Regions from separate parts of the Sus scrofa genome. Here region 2 is linked to region 1. The links are chromatin contacts, called in public Hi-C maps. All regions are on one chromosome and are shown on one strand. Each heading gives the region's core, a stretch centred on a gene start, on an enhancer-like site or on the middle of the called end of the contact. The rest is flanking DNA. Distances are from core to core; before and after follow the strand shown.

Region 1 (4,135 bases), core at 889-3,388:
GCACTGGTCTATTGACAACACTTAAAAAGTGCTCACCAGATAAGAAATAATTATTAGAGGGCATCTTTTGCTTTTAATACAAAAGTCATAGCATTTTTAAATAAAGGATTAAAATGTGATCACATTTATATGATAGTCACTTTTGTGGCATTTTTTTGCATAATAGTGTAAAAAGCCTAGATTTTTGTACATTATTGTCATAATGGTTGGACTACTTTATCAATAAAACCAATGGTTCCATAAAAGAGCAAGCAATGGCATATCAATAACTTACTAATAATGGAGTCTCTTCATGTTGCCTATGATCTGGTCTTTATGTTTTAGGAAAGCTTATTTTACAATAATCTATGCCAACAAAGCATGCTTCAAATTATTCTGTAAAAACTAAATGAACTAACTTCCATAACTTTGAATATCACTGTGCATATTTCTTTTCACAGGACAAAAATCAAAAGCTCAAAAGCAATAGATATTTGAAGTGCCTAACCTTTTGAAAGGCATCATACTGGAAGAAAATAGAGTTTTGTTGAAACTAAGACATTGGAAATGTCTTACAGCCAAGAGAACCTGGCTAGAATGCAGAATACTGCGGGTGGGAATAAGGAGTTGGGAAGAAAAATGGAAGGAACTTACATTGCTACTAGGGGTTTCAATAACCCTCCTAAAAATAGCCAAGGATTACAGTTCCATGAGACTAAAGTTTTGGAGATGGCATCTCAAACAAAAAATAGAAAACAAAAAACGATGTGGAAAAGCACAAAGACCTTTGAGCTCTTGAAAAATCCCTTCCACGTGGCATTCTATTAGCAAAACCACACAAAACAAAAGATGTGCATTACCATGAACATATAACACAATAAGCACGAACTGATCCCTCCTCCTCCCCCCCAAACAAACTCAACTGCTTGATTCATAGGCATTTATACTTGTAAAAGAACACAGTCACCTATCAATGAGGAAGGAGGCCGCGGTTAAGGAACTGGTCCCAGGAATAAAATCTGCTGCTTGGCAGGCAGAATTTAGCATTCTCTGCTGATGTGAAATAGAGAACCCTCCAGATGGAAGATTCAAGATTCATCATTTTAATTATTCCCTATCTCATGTGTCTTGGTGAATCTTAAGTTGCTGCAGTTTGAAAAGCTATGTGATATATGACTGGTTTAAAAGGACTTTCCAGGTGCTTAAGAAAAAGTCAATGATCATTTAACCTCGATTGCATTCTTAGACCTATATAATCATGAAATTATATTTGGATAAGGGAGCTTTTTGGATGGAAATGGGCTATGTTGGTAGCATTTTACATCAGGAACAAAACCCAGATGGCGCTAATGTCTGCAGGTAAGGAATTTTCCTCGCGGGTAACCACTTTCAGTACTTAAACGTTACTCAGGAGGACAGCAACACGGTATAAAGAGGGCCTGGGAAAAGACATCAGGAGACTTGTGTCCAGCATCAAGCCTGGTGCTCACTAGCCGGAACTCAGAGTGTTGGACTAAATAATATTTGAAATCCCTTCCAGGCTTATCATCACAGCACTGAGACTCTATATATGTATGCTGGAGATGCAAAGATACTAGGATACTTTGAGGGGGAAATTATTGAATTTAAAGTTGCTCATTTACTTCACGGAATTAATTTTTCAAAGTCAAAAGATGACAGCAATGGGAGTTCTCTTGTGGCACAGCGGGTTAAGGATCCAGAATTGTCACTGCTAATAGCATAGGTTCGATCCCTGGCCTGAGAACTTTCACATACTGAGGGTGGGGCCAAAAAAAAAAAAAAAAAAAAGACAATAACAACAAAGGAAGAGTCACTTGAAGAAGCATCTCTGGTGTAGTCCAGAGCCTGTGCCTGGATAACCCAGATATTCACATACCAGAATTGCCCACAGTAACCACCTCCTCCCGAATCTTGTGCCTCTTCTGGTCTTTTAGTGCCTCCACTATGATGTTGTAGGTGGCACCTCTGGTGAGACCCGTCAAGGTGGCACTAGCAGAAGTTCCAGGAACTCGGAACTGCAATTATTGGCACATCCAAAGCGGGGGGGAAAAAGCATATGGTGAGGAATCGCCATGACTTTCCCTATTCTCTTGTCAATGACCTTAACTGTGTAAACTAAACAAAGAGAGACAAATAAAGGTGGAGGGTGTAAAGGTCCCAACCAGCCAAAGAGAGAAACGGAGCTGGAGTGACTGGCCCTCCTTTCTGCCTGCCAGATTTTCCTGCCAAAAATCTACCCTCGGTGCTCCACAGTTGCCATGAACCCTCAACTAATTCTACACTCAGCCTCCTCTTCATCCTGCTGTAGATGCAGGTCTGGCCAAGCCCACTGGGACCCCTGGCCATGCCTCCCCCTCATAGACGTGGACGCTCTGCCCGCCCTGTGGGAGATACATTCATCCTGCATATGTGTGTGGCATCTGGCCCCAACATGGGGGCCTTTAAACACTGTGGCATATCTTCAAACTCATGTGTCGAAGCTTGTAAATCTTCCACAGTGTCATCAGTTTTTAAAATTCTGCCACTTTCTAAAAATAAGAAAACAATAAAAATGGATATTGGCAAGACAAATGAAAGAATGGAGGTTTTAGAGAATCGATCACCTACAGGGACAGCTTCAGCCAAGTTCTTTCTCCTTTGACATCTCTCTCTCTTTTCTACAGTCATTTTTTTTTTTTTTTTTGGTGTATATATATTTGCCTCCCATGACTGAGACTGGTCAAAATGATTTTCTTCTCTTTACTAAACAAAGGCTAATGACACTTTTTGGGGACATTCCCTAAAGTAGAGCCATACTGAGATTAAAAAAAAAAAAAAAAAATCAGGACTTGAGCACGCCACCTTTCTAAGAGGGCCTCGACGTATGGCCACTTGACATCAGAGCTCTGGTCACTTCAGTAGCCTGACTCACTTTTCTCCCAGCCTGCCCAGAAGTGAAGAGGAAAGTTAATTACCTGCAAGGGTTCTTCATCAATGCCCACGGGATGACATGAAATGATATATTCAGAGCTTTCCTGGAATGGGGTCCATGAGATGGTTGTCTGAGAGAGAGCTTCTTGTCCTGTAGAAGCATTTGGATTGAGTCCCAGAACGTGAGGGTAGAGGTGATGGTCTACGTCTCCCCTGGGGACATGACCAACTTGGATCTCCTCATTTACATTCGGCGTATACGGTCCTGGCCTATGCCTTACGGGGGTGGCCGTTGTGGGCGGTGTGGTTCTCCTAAAACCATGCTCCTCAAAGATCATTTGTTGCCCAAGACTGGGCTGCTGACCAGAAGTGCCAGGAAGCTGAATACCGTTTCCAGTGTCATACCCGGGTTTGGTGACGAAAGGGGTCTTTTGAACTGTGGAGGGAACATCCAAGATCTCTGGTCCATGAAGATTGGGGTGTGGAAGGGTTACCAGTTGGGGAAGCTCATCTAGCCAAGAGAGGTTAGAGCCAAAAAAGCAAAGCGGGTTAAGCTCCCAGAAGTAGCAGCAGTAATCATTCTCAATTCAGGCAACAACGACTATTTATCAATCTGATCAAAGCCCCTGGAAAATGAGCAGCTCTTAGATCACAAAACACTTTTTTCCAGAAAGAAACCTTTCTGATTTTTCTCAAAGGTTTCTTTACAGTTTAGAAAGAAAAAAGTGTTAGTATGAATTTATCATACAAAGCTTTGAAACACTGAGCCCCGTAGAAGCTGCCTCTGCTCAAATTAAGCCCAACAGAACCGAAATGTGTGACCTTTTTTTCTCTTTTTCACTTGAGAATCCTGTCATAAGGACTAGAAACCAGATTAATTATATCATCATCTGAAGTATGAGAATTCCAGAGGTTTGACACAAATTTTTCATAGTTTGAAATGCTAACAATAGATTAAAATGCATATATACAACTTATTTTACAAATTCTCCCATCAGCATAAATAAGGCATTTTCTTCAAATTCAACTGATATTGGATAAAAAAGCCAGACATTATTTAGTTCCAAGTATCAGAAACCAAGTAATAAATAAAGACAAATGGGAAAAAAAGTTTTTCTCCCCCTACTTATTTTTTTTTTTTAATATAACATTTTTAACCTCAACAGAGCGTATAGAAGAGTAGCAACGACCACAACTTGGCTTTTACGTTGTAACATCTGACTTG
Region 2 (4,135 bases), core at 882-3,381, 45 kb after region 1:
TTCAAGTGCTGGCTTGAAATCCTATGTTTTCAATTGTAGTCTTGAGCCCTAGCTCATCTTTAAGAGAAGTGCACTAAACAGCCGTGGGGATGTTGCGCATGTAGCATATTTTTGTCCAGAAAGTAAAGAAACTGTGACCATTATTTGTAAGGTCAATTAAATCTCAACTATCATCCCACTTTGCTTTTGCTACATGTGATTTAAAGACAAGAAATCTGAAATGATATCACTTACATTATTTAGATTCAAAATCTTTTTTTTTTTTTTTTTTTTTTTTTTTTTGGTCTTTTTAGGGCTGCACCTGCAGCATACGGAAATTCCCAGGATAGGGGTTGAATTGGAGCTACAGCTGTTGGCCTGTGCCATAGCCACAGCAACGTGGGATCTGAGTCACATCTGTGACCTACACTACAGCTCATGGCAATGCTGGATCCTTAACCCAGTGATCGAGGCCAGGGATCAAACCTGTGTCCTCATGGATTCTAGTCAGATTCATTTCCACTGAGCCACGACAGGAGCACCTAGATTCAAAATCTTAATAATCATTTTCATATTGGTTAGTTGGTAAGACTTTTTAAAATAACCTGAGAGCAATGATTCACCATTGTGAAAACTTTATTCCTCTTATTCAAAATGATGAGACTAACAATAACAGTTAAGTAAAGATATAATACAATGTCTATATTTTTAAGACCTGTTGGAAATAAGGCCCAAATAACTAATTTCCAGTAATGGTGACCCTGGAGAAGTTAAACATTTATGAGTTTGTGACTCAGTCCTTTTTTTTTTTTTTTTTTTATTTAGTTTGCTGAGATCTATGCTTTCCTAGTTGTTTATTGACAAACCAAATGCCTCTTATCTTCAGTTAGTTTGAACAACTCCATCAGGTCCTCTGTTGGAGGAACAAACAGGGCAAGGCTCAGAGATGACCTATTGGTATTCTGTTCTTTGTCACTCTTTTACTCTTAAAGCCTCACAAGCTAGGCAGCAGCCATTGAGCAAACCAAACTTACAGATAAGTATCAGACTGCCTATGGAGGCCAATTTCCTCTCCCCTAAAGTTCCTCTCTGCTCAAAGGGCTTTACTGTTACCCTTTTAAAGGAGTAGGAACAAGGTCAACCTAGATAACTCCAACACAGAAGGACTCCCCCCCATCTGCATTTCATTTCATCTCTGGCATGTCTACCGAAAGGCTGCCAGCAAGCAGCTACATGAACAGGCTTACCTTAAAAGAGAGAGAAAAAGAAGTTCTCTCTAATTCATTGAGATCTCTTAAAACCAACACTACATCAATAACAGCCATTAACATAGACGCTAGAGGGGATTTCTTTAGAGGTATCTATCCTTTGGAAGCATCCTTAAAGAAAAAAAACCTCAACTATATACTTTCTGCAATCAGATTTTTTAAAATTATTAAATGAAAAATTATTTTAAGTGATTTTTATACTCAAATCCACCATGAAATACAATTTAAGCGCCAGGTCAACCTGTACCATGAACCTGTTAAAGCAGAGTCATCTTCTGTGGCCCAGGCAGTGTCTGAGGGCTGGGGAAAGGAGGGTCTCTTCAAAGTTCAGAAAGGGTATCTGGGTAGTTGGTATTTAGGATGCCAGATTGTTAGTTTGTTACTGCTGGAAGGAACTTTAAAGGTAATCAACTACCATCTCCCATTTTCAGAGAAGGAAATAATTAGTGAAGCTTGACCTGAATCTCTGTAGCAGCATGTACAGAACTGGAACTCATGTCTTGATAAACACTGCTGTGGGCCCTGTTGGTCCATATCTTGTTCCCTTTGATAGTGAATCTCTTATCACTTAGGGAAGGAGGGACTTAATCTTGATTTCCGTCATAGCAGATTCAGAGGTCCAGGAGGCTTTGACCTCAGTAATTGCTCAGATAACTAATGCCTAAAAGTTAGAGTTTCATAATTCTACCCATCTTATTGTAACTAACCAGCCAAACTTAAATGCAAAAACTTTTTTTCTAAAATGAATAGTACCTCCAGCTAGACATTATGTTCCGTGACCTAAAAAAAACCCGGCAATAAACATTCTCGAGTATTTGAACTGTGTGGGCAGAGAATTGACCAAGTTACTCAACTCTTGACCCAGGGTACTTTGTTCCCGACTCCTATTGATCAAACATATGGCCATTTTAGCACAAAGAGGGCCTGCATGAAATGTTGAGCGAACACCTACCTTATGCTGTATTTCATGTAATTTCTCAGTGATATGAGAAAAGGATAGGAAAGGGAGGAGATACCAATGCACACACAGAGCATTAATAAACACTGATGCTGCCCTGTTTTTATTATGATGATTATTATTGTTTTTTTATGGCCGCCACACGGCATATGGAAGGTCCCAGGCTAAGGGTCGAATTGGAGCTACAGCTGCCGGCCTACACTACAGTCAGAGCAACTCGGGATCTGCAGCTCCTGGCTCTGCCAGATCCCCAACCCACTGAGCAAGGCCAGGGATCGAACCTGCATCCTCATGGATACTAGTCATTTGTTTCTGCTGTACCACAACATGAACTCCCTGCCCTGTTTTTATAACTCAGTCAACACTTTTCGATTTGCAATAATAGAGCTACTACTTACCTGGATAGGTCTGTAAGGGTTGGCAGTGCCACTCTCCAATGCCTCGGCCATAGCAGTAGCACTGGTACCTGACCCCATGCACATACTTCTCCCATGAGTCTCCAATTTGATAAAAGGTGCGGGTTTCCGAATCCTGGCATTGGTCTAAAATATATACAAGTAAAAGATAAGCAGCCTTGAAGACTTAAAGCTACACATTTAATTCTAGTGTGCTGGAGCACATATTCTTATTTTTAATAAAAACTTGCAACTGTTCTTACAAATATATGCAGTTAACTGTAAATCAACTATAATAAAAAATTAAAATATTAAAAAAAGTGTAGTTAAAAAATATTTTGTTCATATCTTTTTACCTTACTAAACAGTGTCTATTCTTCCCAATGAAATGTTTTAAAGTACCCCTTGGGAGGAATATTTGACTTTCTCAAAGGAAAACATTTCTAAAGGAAAATGTTAAGTTTAGATTGCAGTATATATTGACATTATTAATTATAGGAAATTAAATTAGGTATTCTATTTTACCCTTTTTAATGCAACTGATTTACCATTTGAATAGCAAGGATAAAATATCACTTTATACACATCTTTAAAATGTGGAGGACTTAATTTTACATATAAATGAATGAGCTAGGTTTCAAATAATGAATACTTGCTGAGTAGCTTCTAAGAAAGAAAGAAAACCCCCCAGGCTTCTCTCTCAGCTTTGGTAATTTCAGGTCACACTCATCTGATCAGCTGGTTTTCTTTTTCTTTTTTTTTTTTTTTTTGTCTTTTTAGGGCCGCACCCGTGGCTTATGGAGGTTCCCAGGCTAGGGGTCTAATTGGAGCTGTAGCCACAGGCCTACACCACAGCCCCAGCAACGTCAGATCCGAGCTACGTCGTCTTCGACCTACACCACAGCTCAGGGCAATGCCGGATCCTTAACCCACTGAGCGAGGCCAGGGATTGAACCCACAACCTCATGGTTCCTAGTCGGATTCATTTCCACTGTGCCACGACGGGAACTCATGATCAGCCTGTTTTCTTAGTGAGAACATGTCTCTCTGAGTAAAGGAATATTAATGGATTACCTAAAGTAGGTAACACAGCTCTTTTAAGGCTCAAACTTCATCGATTGCTTAGATCTATTATAAAGGGCAGCCAAGAAAAATAAAGTATTTGGAGGGAGGCATTTACTGGCATAATCATTTGCCAAGGTTATTGCACAGTCAGCAAAGGAAAGTTCTCTCTCAAACAAGAACTATCTTCATGATTCAAAACAAAAACGTGAATTCCATTCAATTAAAATAAACCATTTGTTCCCAAATTCAGCAAAAATAGATGACTACCACTATTGAGATTATATATTGGTTCATGATTAGAGAAAAGGCTTTGCCAAGCTCTCTGCAAGCCATGATCAAAGTCTGGAGCTGGCTGCAATCAAGAAATATCAAAGAGCTCTCCTTATCTGAAACTGGCCAGCTATTCTCAGTATCCAAATCCAGCTTGGAGATACCAGCCTGCTTACCAACGGGATCGCACTTCCATCGGC

The links. Hi-C and Micro-C count contacts between places; a contact is called where the count stands out from the background.
Region 2: a contact with region 1 is called in a Hi-C map of liver, with 3 times the contacts expected there. The contact joins two enhancer-like sites. A contact is called at or near these places in 7 of 47 Hi-C or Micro-C datasets (adipocytes, embryonic fibroblasts, fibroblasts and 2 more).

What each region holds. Positions count from the first base shown.
Region 1 is chr15:117,666,158-117,670,292 of Sscrofa11.1, forward strand. FN1 (fibronectin) reads right to left here. Exons shown (of 50, transcript XM_003133642.5): 44 at 2,955-3,421; 45 at 1,877-2,015. Among named protein-coding and RNA genes, the nearest start is that of ATIC, 51 kb to the left of the region's middle. Within about 2 kb of position 2,139, at least 3 of the 83 cell types and tissues checked have an H3K27ac peak or open chromatin away from gene starts, as enhancers often do. A contact at or near this core is called in liver, where this site is marked.
Region 2 is chr15:117,711,225-117,715,359 of Sscrofa11.1, forward strand. FN1 (fibronectin) reads right to left here. Exons shown (of 50, transcript XM_003133642.5): 14 at 4,112-4,135; 15 at 2,604-2,747. Among named protein-coding and RNA genes, the nearest start is that of FN1, 24 kb to the right of the region's middle. Within about 2 kb of position 2,132, at least 5 of the 83 cell types and tissues checked have an H3K27ac peak or open chromatin away from gene starts, as enhancers often do. A contact at or near this core is called in liver, where this site is marked.